Linked DNA regions of Mus musculus: region 2 is linked to region 1. The links are chromatin contacts, called in public HiChIP or PLAC-seq maps. All regions are on one chromosome and are shown on one strand. The core of a region is the stretch at or near the end of the contact, and the rest is flanking DNA. Distances in the headings are between cores, read along the strand shown. Region 1 overlaps Ctdspl (CTD (carboxy-terminal domain, RNA polymerase II, polypeptide A) small phosphatase-like). Region 2 holds the start of Vill (villin-like).

Region 1 (4,099 bases), core at 943-3,442:
TAAAAACTGGCCCATAGAAAGTGGCGCACCTCCAACAGTGCACTCTCTCTCCCCTACCCCCGCTAACTGAATAGCCAGCATCATGTGTCTGTATAACCATGTCTCACCTAAGCTACATTTCTGTATTCCTTATTGTGTTATTCTTCTTCCTTGATTGTGTGTGTTTGCGTAGTGTCTATGTCTGTATGACTATGTAACTGTGTGTACATGGGTGAGTGGGTGTGCGTGCAGATATGTGCACTTGTGTGTGGAGACCAGGGGCTCACCACTGAGTGATTTCCACTGTTGGTTTGTTTCTACCTGATCTTTGGAAGTTGGGGGTCTTTCCCTAAACCCAGTACTCACTGTGTGGTTAGATTGGCTGGCCAGCATGCTCCAAGGAATCCACCTGTCTCCACACCTTCCTTATACTTCCCACCCAGCATTAGAGTTAGAAGTGCAGGTCCATGCCTCAGTTGTATGTGGGATGAGGGATTGAAGCCAGGTCCTGGTGTCTGGCACTTCACCCACTAAACCATTCTCCCAGACCACCAGTTACTCTTTTCTAACCTTCAGTGAACTGAGTTTCACTTTGCTATAAAGACAGTGTCCATGGGGCTGGAGAGATGGTTCAGTGGATGAGAGAACTGGCTGTGTTTCTTCAGAGGTCCCTGGTTCAATTCCCAGCACTCATATGGCATCTCACAGCTATCTGTAACTCCAATCTCAAGAGATCCAACCCCCTCTCCTTGCCTCTGCAGCATGCATGTGCCTGGTACACACACATGCATGTAAGCAAAGTACCTTTATACATGAAATGAAAAAGCAAAAAATCTCTTTAAAAAAATTATATGCATCCTTGTTAGAGACCAGAGTTAGTGGCCAATAATGTTTTATTGGGTAAATAACCCATACTTGCTACATTATTGGGTAAATAACCCATACTTGCTACATTATTGGGTAAATACACTATACTTGGTACGCATCGTGCCTTTCCTATCATATTTATCTTCCTGCCACAAGTCCCGCTTCTGCTAACTCAGAGGACATACCCATGCTGCGTATAGCTTGCTCATATTTTAACTTAAGCCCTCAGTATACTTTCGACCTGAGATATGGAGTAAAAGCATAGACAGTAGCATTCGTGAGCTGGTGTGGGAGCATGCACCTTTGGGCTCTCAATTTGAGACCACCCTGGTCAACATAGTGAATTCAAGGCCAGGCAGGGAGGGCTACACAGTGAGATGCTATCTCGAAAAAAAGAAAGAAAGATAAAAAAAATCTTTGATTCTTAAACAGGCTACCAAATTGTTCTTCAAAAGAATAGTAGCAGCCAAGCGTGGTGGCACATGCCTTTAATCCCAGCACTCAGAAGGCAGACCTAATTCTGTAAATTCAAGGCCAGCCTGGCCTACGGAGCAAGTTCCAGGATAGCCAGAGCTATTACACAAAGAAATCCTGTCTGGGGAACGGGAGGGGGGGGGGACAATAACAACAACAAAACAGAATAATAGCCATCTACCTACCTTTCCCCTAGAGCTGTGTTGTTATACCAACAATTTTTGGAGTTTTCTATTTTGTTGGTAGTGCTACTTACAAGGCTAGCTAGCTAAGCTACTTTGTTAGAACACGGGTACTCCATAGCCCAGGCTAACCAGAAGCTCGATTTGTAGCTTGAGCTAGCTTCCCACTTCCATCCACAAGCCCTCGAGGCTGGAATTCCAAGCATGAGCCACCCCACCGTACCCAGCTAGATATTTTTCTTTATAAAGGAGACTCGTGCTAACTCATTGGTTTCTCTGTTTATTTTGTTAGCCAAATAAAAATCAAGATACCCTTTTTGGCCAATTTCAAGAAATCTCACAGCATTCCATAGTGAAAACCACACCAAACCAGGGACTTTGAAAGCAGACAAGCCAGGTCCAGGACCCTGCCCCCGTGAAGTCCTAGGTACACATCCCTTGAACTCTCTGTTCTCTGCATGCGAGATGAGAAAACGCAGACCCAGCTTCCAGGTGTGGGACTGAGGCCATAAATGGACACCTACCCAGTGGCCTTGTTGCTTCTTGCCTTCTGTAGCCTGGGGCTGAGCAGGGGAACTAGGTGGCTGCTTTAGAGAAACAGGCAACCTTCCTGACTCAGGACTGCCTGTGGCCTGCCCTGAACAGCCCGGAGGCTGGCTGCTTCCAGGCAAGGGCCCCTTCACAGGCTGCGGCTGCCTCCTGCCAGGAGCTGGGAACAGAGGGGCTGTTGTTCTGGCGTTTCTGGAAACCAGCTTCCTGTTTTTCCTGCTGTGCCGTGTTGTTTTAATCTGTAGCAGAAGGAAAGAAACAGCACTGGGTGGGTAGCCTGTGTCCCACAGCCCTGCAGTGAGAGAGTCTGGTCCTTTCCTCCAGGGACTCTGTGGCTCACAGTCCTAGAGCTCTGTGACCTTGAACAGGGTCCTGATGCCAGGTTACCATGGGGAGGGAACACAGGGACAGCACCTTAGCACAGCCTGTAGCCTAGGATTCACAGTGTCTGTGTGAGCTGCTGGGGCATTTAAAATATCAGGCTGATGAAACAGTAAGCTTTTAGAGAGCCAGGGAGTCACACGTGCCTGCTCACGTCACAGCCCTGGACGAGCTGGGCTCCTGGGTTCACTCACCAGCCACAGAAGGGACTCTAGGCAAATGACTTAACCTCCCCACCTTTCAGGTTTTTGCACCTACAGGATGGGAAAGTAACAGTAATTACATCACTAGGTCATTGTGACATGTAAATCGGGTCTTGAGAGCTTTGGGTCCCACACTAGCCAGGCAGCCTACAAAGTTTTCTTGCTAAACACTGAACCCCATGGTTCAGAGGTCAAACTTTTAGTCAGAGACCTGGCAATCCATTTTAAAGATAGTCTAAGGAAGTTTCTCAGCTCACTAGAAGTCGATAGTATGTCTTAAAAATGCCACAAAGAGTGTATCAAATGGGTCTCTAAATGTTAGTAGTAAAATACAAATATTTTCTTCCTATCTGCTTGGATTTATAGAATTCGGGGGTGTGGGGAGTTGGGTTGGTGCCAGCATTGGTGTTCCTTGGTTTCAGGAAAGACACAGGCTGCCTTGCTCCTTCTGCAGAGGAGGGTTTGAGGTACTAGCTCACCATTTCTGAACGTGATCTCTGGTGTCGGGTGGGTAGACTTAGTATGATACATCCAGCATCATTCAAGGATTTCCTCGGAGGTACAGAGTGGATTGAGCACGTGGCGGCCATTTAAATCCCGGGGCGCCGGTGCTAGTCTTCAAAGCGCATGCGCAGGAATGAGTGCCGTGGCGTGGCTTATTCCTGAGGAGAGCTGGATGTGGTTACGGCGCCTGCTGTACCTCCTCAGTTACCTTCATGTCCACATCTGCCTTCTCGGGTCTTGGAGCAGGGGATGCTCTGGTTTTACAACAGGACAGAAACAGTAACACAGCTGCACTTCACTGCTCATTTGAAACTTCAGACCGGAGTCAGGACTGCAAGGGCATGGCGTTTCAATGTTTGCTCCTTTTTCATATCCACTCCACCACTGCTCTGACTTCCTCTAGTACCCCCTTCTCCCTTCCAACTTCATGCCCTTTTATGTATTTATTTATTTATTTATTTATTTATTTATTTATTTATTTATTTTCTTGAGACAAGCTCTCACTGTGTAGACCAGGCTGTCCTGGTCAAACTCACAGCGATTCAGCCACCTCTGCCTGCTGACGGCTGAGATTAAAGATGTGCTCCACCGTGTCTGGCTCCTCCTTGTTTGTTGTTATAGTAAAGCCAGAGACCCATATTCGGACCATACACTGGAGCACCGACAACGTACCAGCAGCAATATCCCCAAAGGAAAATGACTCCCTGCTTCAGCAGCCATCAACTATAAATAGGTCTTCCATCAAGAGTGGGGCCTCAGGGGCTCCTCCCCCTGTTCATGGTGAAATTTTGACTGGCTTGATCTTGTGCATGTTTTGCACTGACAGCCATATCCACTGTGAGCTGATGGGTGCAGCAGTGGCATCCTCGTCCAGAAGCCGGCATGCACAGCTCTCCTCCCCATCTATCCTGCAGCTCTCACATTCTTACATTCTCCCCTCCTCCTTCCCTACGATATCTG
Region 2 (4,099 bases), core at 828-3,327, 72 kb after region 1:
GAATTAGTCTTCTTACAGATATCAAGGCATGGCCGTATCTTACCATGAGTTGTAAAACTATGAGTGGGGCCCTGGAGGAGGAAATGCTAGCACACTCCTATAATCACAGCATTCTGAAGCTGAAGCAGGAGGATTGCCACAAGTATGAGGCTAACCTGGGCTACATATAGAGAGACCTTGTCTCAAAGGAAAAAAGGAGGGCGGGAGGGAGGGGGAAGGAGGGAGAGAGCGGGGAGGAGGGAGAGAGGGAGGGGAACGAACCAGGCCTGAAGGTAAACTGTGATCACAGTATTGGAGGAGGATAATCATTAAGTAGTTTGTGGTCATCCTCAGCTGTTCAAGGAGTTCATAACTTGAGTTAAATCCACTGGGACCTACATAGTGGAAGGAGGAAACCAGCCCACAAGTGACCCTCTGGCCTCCATACTCCACATGGCCTCCATACTCCACACACCCCATGACTTCTGTGAAAGTTCTCTCTCTCTCTCTCTCTCTCTCTCTCTCTCTCTCTCTCTCACACACACACACACACACACACACACACACACACACACACAGAATAATAAATAAATAAATCCAAGAACAACAAAAATGTAATCCAAGTCCCTCTGGCGGCTGTGAGAAGGAAGATGCAGGACCAGGGAGGCCAAGACAGAGGGTGACTCATGCCACCAACTGGCTGAAGCTGGCTCCCAGAGCAGGGCAGTATGCAGGAAGCAATGTGACTACCCAGTCCAGGGAGAAGACCATGTTTAGGTGGGGGGTCGGGGGATGAGAGAGGGGAAGAGGCTGGGAAACCAGGGGTCTTTCACCCTTGGGCCTGGAACTTGCAAGTAAAGTGGACAATGGAGAGGGACTGAGGTCTGGGCTGTGTACACGCTGACCCTTAGAGACCCCAGAAGAGACAGATGGAGAGAGAAGAAGGGGAAGGTGTTACCGGAACCAGCCAACACTGGCCACACAGAAGTGAGAGTCCAGCAGATTGGGAAAGGGGAAAGGGGATGGTGACACGGGACATGGGGACAGGGGACAGGTGACTGAGAGCACAGAGGAAGCCCAACACTCTCTACTGTGAGCCAGACACAGGACTAGCCAAGTTCCTCGTGACACAGGCTTCCTTTACACACAGCTAACCCACAACCGTGTCTCTTGCATATGTCCATCTGTCTATCCCAACCCTCAGGAGGCTGAGGCAGGAGGACTGTGAGTTTCAGGACAGCTTGGGCTATACAGTATGACACTGTCTGACCAAAACAAAGCAAAATAAAACACATACACACACTGACCACTGGGCACAGGCTGGCCCAGAGTTTCTGGAGTGTCTAGTCCTGAGCCATGAGACTTTGTAAGTGAAGAATCCGCTGCAGAGAGAGGTCTTGCATACTGTCTGCAGGCAGGATCTAGTGGGGTTGAAGGGAAGGCATGTGCTGGCTGACGCTGGCTGTGACTGAGATCTGTGCTGTGACAGGCAGGAGGTAAAGGAAAGTTGTGTCCCAGGCATTTCTGGAAGGTTCTATTTCCAGCGTCCTCCTATCCCACAATCAGGAGTAACAGAGGGGCAGCCAGGGTGTGGAAGGGATCTCCTTGCTGTAGACTCCACCGGCCTCTCCCACGATGGATATCAGGCTCCCTGGGGACCTCTGTGCTGGGCAGCCAGCCCGAGATGGGAGGTCGGGGTCAGAAATTCTGGGAGGCAGCCCCGGGCGTTTCCTCCACCTCCTAAAATGACCTTCATATCACTTGACTCACTATGGTGGTCTGAACCTCTAGATCCAAAAGGAGCCCAACCCGCGGGGGTAGGGGGGCGGTTGCCCACTTGAGCTCCCCAATGAGAAATCGGTGTATTCCACAGTCCACCTCAGCCTTGATCAGGCCTCCACCCCTAGCCTTCTCTGCCCACTGGTACCGAAGAAGTAATCTACCAGGCCACGGGAAGGGGGCTGGCTCCCAGACGGCTTGGTCAATATTTATTGACTGACTAACTCTGAATGCCCTCCCTGTCCATGCTGCACAGAGCACGGGGTGTGTCCTGCAAGGCGGGAGCTGGGATTGAGTTACAGTTCGGAGGGAGGGGCCTAGTGTTGCCCACAGGCTGAGTGAAGGAAGGTGCAGAGGCAGTTCCCAGAAGGTAGGCCTGGACTGGGGTGGGGGTGGGGGACCCGGTAGAGGGGTTGCTGGGAACGCAGAGGGAAGGCATGGCGTTCTAGGGCTCGGGGATCATACAGCGGCTGAAGGCTGGTAGGATTGAGGGCAGCCCCACGGTGAGAACGCTTGGCTATCTGCGCGTGGGTGGAGGAGGACCACTGTGGCAAGCCAGCGTGAGAGGAAGAAGCGGCGGGTTTTGCGTGGGTGGGCTCTCTGTCACCCCCCAGAGTCAGTTCGCCTGACTCACGACCCTCCAGCAGGCTATGCCCTCCCTTCCTGGAAGTTAAGCAAAGGAATCTCGAGGTCTACCCTCAAGTACACCTTGTTCAGGAGGAGGGGTCGGCTGGAAGGGAGAAGGGTCACCTGAAGGAAGGCGACAAACGACAAGACAAGCGGCCTGGCCGCCAAGGAGACTGGGACCCCCTCCCCCCCACACACACACACACAGTGGGTTAGAGCCCCTGCGGAGAGGGGCAGAGAGAAAGCCAGTGTCGGAGAGAAAGGAACTTCACCCTGGGAAATGAGAGGGCTTCTAGGAGGGCAGGGGGTGGGGGAGATGGGGTCCCCATGGGGGATGTACTGGTAAAAGGGGACACACATGGGCTGGGGCTCTCGTGAGCCACGGGTGACTCCGTGGGAAGAGAAGAAACCTCTAGCGGGAGGGGAGGGAACACAAAGTGTAAGAGGAGTAAAGACACCCCGTGCTTTAAAGTTCTCTTGCCTCCTCTAGCAAGAGGGATGGGGGCTCAGCTCCAGTCTGACTCTCCAGGCTGTGGGTTTTGGGGCTCCTTCCCAGCCACCCCTGGGCCACTGCTGCCCCTCTCTGAGAAGCCAGGTTAGACACTGCTTCCAGCTGCCAATATGCCCTCCTCTTCTCTGTGGCCCCGAAGTTGGACGGTGTCCTTCCCACTCCACTGTGGCCCTTAGAGCTACCTGGCCACTACCTTCTGGCTCTGTGCCTCGGGTCTCTGTCTGTCTGGGTCCCTAATCATTTTCCTGTAGCTGGTTTGATGTATAGACTCTGTCCTTGCTGAAGGGTCCTGTTGCAAGTCACTATACCCACCATGGTGTGCCATGTTCTCCGTTGCTGGAAAGGACCATTGTGTGACCACTGTGCCCATCCATCATATATGTCATTGTCACACAATGACCTCAACTAGAGGTGCTGCTGGCACGCCTGGTGACTCCCTTGGTCAATCAACAACTATCTATGGACTCCTTCTGTTCCATGTCGGGAGAGCCATGCTAACAGCACACAGGCTCTCCCATGACATGCCCAGCCCACAGCCTCCTCTGCTGTGACTCAGTGTGGACAGTCCCCCGGCCACACCCTCTTTCCAGGCCACCTTGTCCTGAGCCTAGCCCTCAGGGGCCCTAAACAAAGGAGTAAAGAATTCAGGCACCTGTGGCTCTGTAACTCTTACCTCGCCAAGTCCTCTCACGGTCACATGGGGCAGCGGGTCTGAGGGTGTTCTTGCTATGGTAGAGCAGAGCTGGATGTTCAAATTAAGAGAAAGGAAGTCAGTCACTGCTGCACCAGGGCCACCCACTCAGGAGACTCAGAACCCAGTGACTGTGTCTGCTTAGCGAGCTGCCAGGACTTCAGTTAGATGTGGGAAGTTGCATTGAGGAAAAACAAAATACTTCAACTACACACCCATCCAACTCGTGGCTGCTTGCGGTTTCCAAAGGGCTGGACAGTGAAGAGATAACAGATAGTGATAACAGAATGAACCCCGTCCCATCCCCGTGGCTCCCTGCACCCCATCCCTACAGTCCCCCTGCACCCTGACCCCACAGCCCCCTGTACCCCACCCCTACAACCCCCCTGCACCCTGACCCCACACCCCCTGCACCCCATCCCCACACTCAGATTTTCAGAGCAAGGAATTTGCAGAGCCTGTGTATAGAGTTCAGCCATCTTTCAAGGCTGGATCAGGAAGGCCTATGATTC

What was found. HiChIP or PLAC-seq counts read pairs in DNA pulled down with a chosen protein or histone mark.
Region 2: an H3K4me3 HiChIP or PLAC-seq map of embryonic limb bud shows a contact between it and region 1, with 3 times the contacts expected there. The contact joins the promoter of Vill here to the enhancer-like site in region 1. A contact is called at or near these places in 1 of 39 promoter capture datasets (embryonic stem cells), 1 of 484 Hi-C or Micro-C datasets (nephron progenitors), 2 of 115 datasets of contacts at active chromatin or transcription factors (embryonic limb bud and embryonic midbrain) and 3 of 9 other capture datasets (adipose tissue, embryonic stem cells and liver).

The regions. Positions count from the first base shown.
Region 1 is chr9:118,978,344-118,982,442 of GRCm38.p6, forward strand. All of the region lies in intron 1 of Ctdspl (CTD (carboxy-terminal domain, RNA polymerase II, polypeptide A) small phosphatase-like), which reads left to right. Among named protein-coding and RNA genes, the nearest start is that of Gm33645, 45 kb to the right of the region's middle. RefSeq lists an enhancer at 1,143-3,445. Within about 2 kb of position 2,193, at least 163 of the 459 cell types and tissues checked have an H3K27ac peak or open chromatin away from gene starts, as enhancers often do. A contact at or near this core is called in adipose tissue, embryonic limb bud, embryonic stem cells and 1 more, where this site is marked.
Region 2 is chr9:119,050,701-119,054,799 of GRCm38.p6, forward strand. Vill (villin-like) reads left to right here and starts at 2,078. Exons shown (of 20, transcript NM_001164567.1): 1 at 2,078-2,128.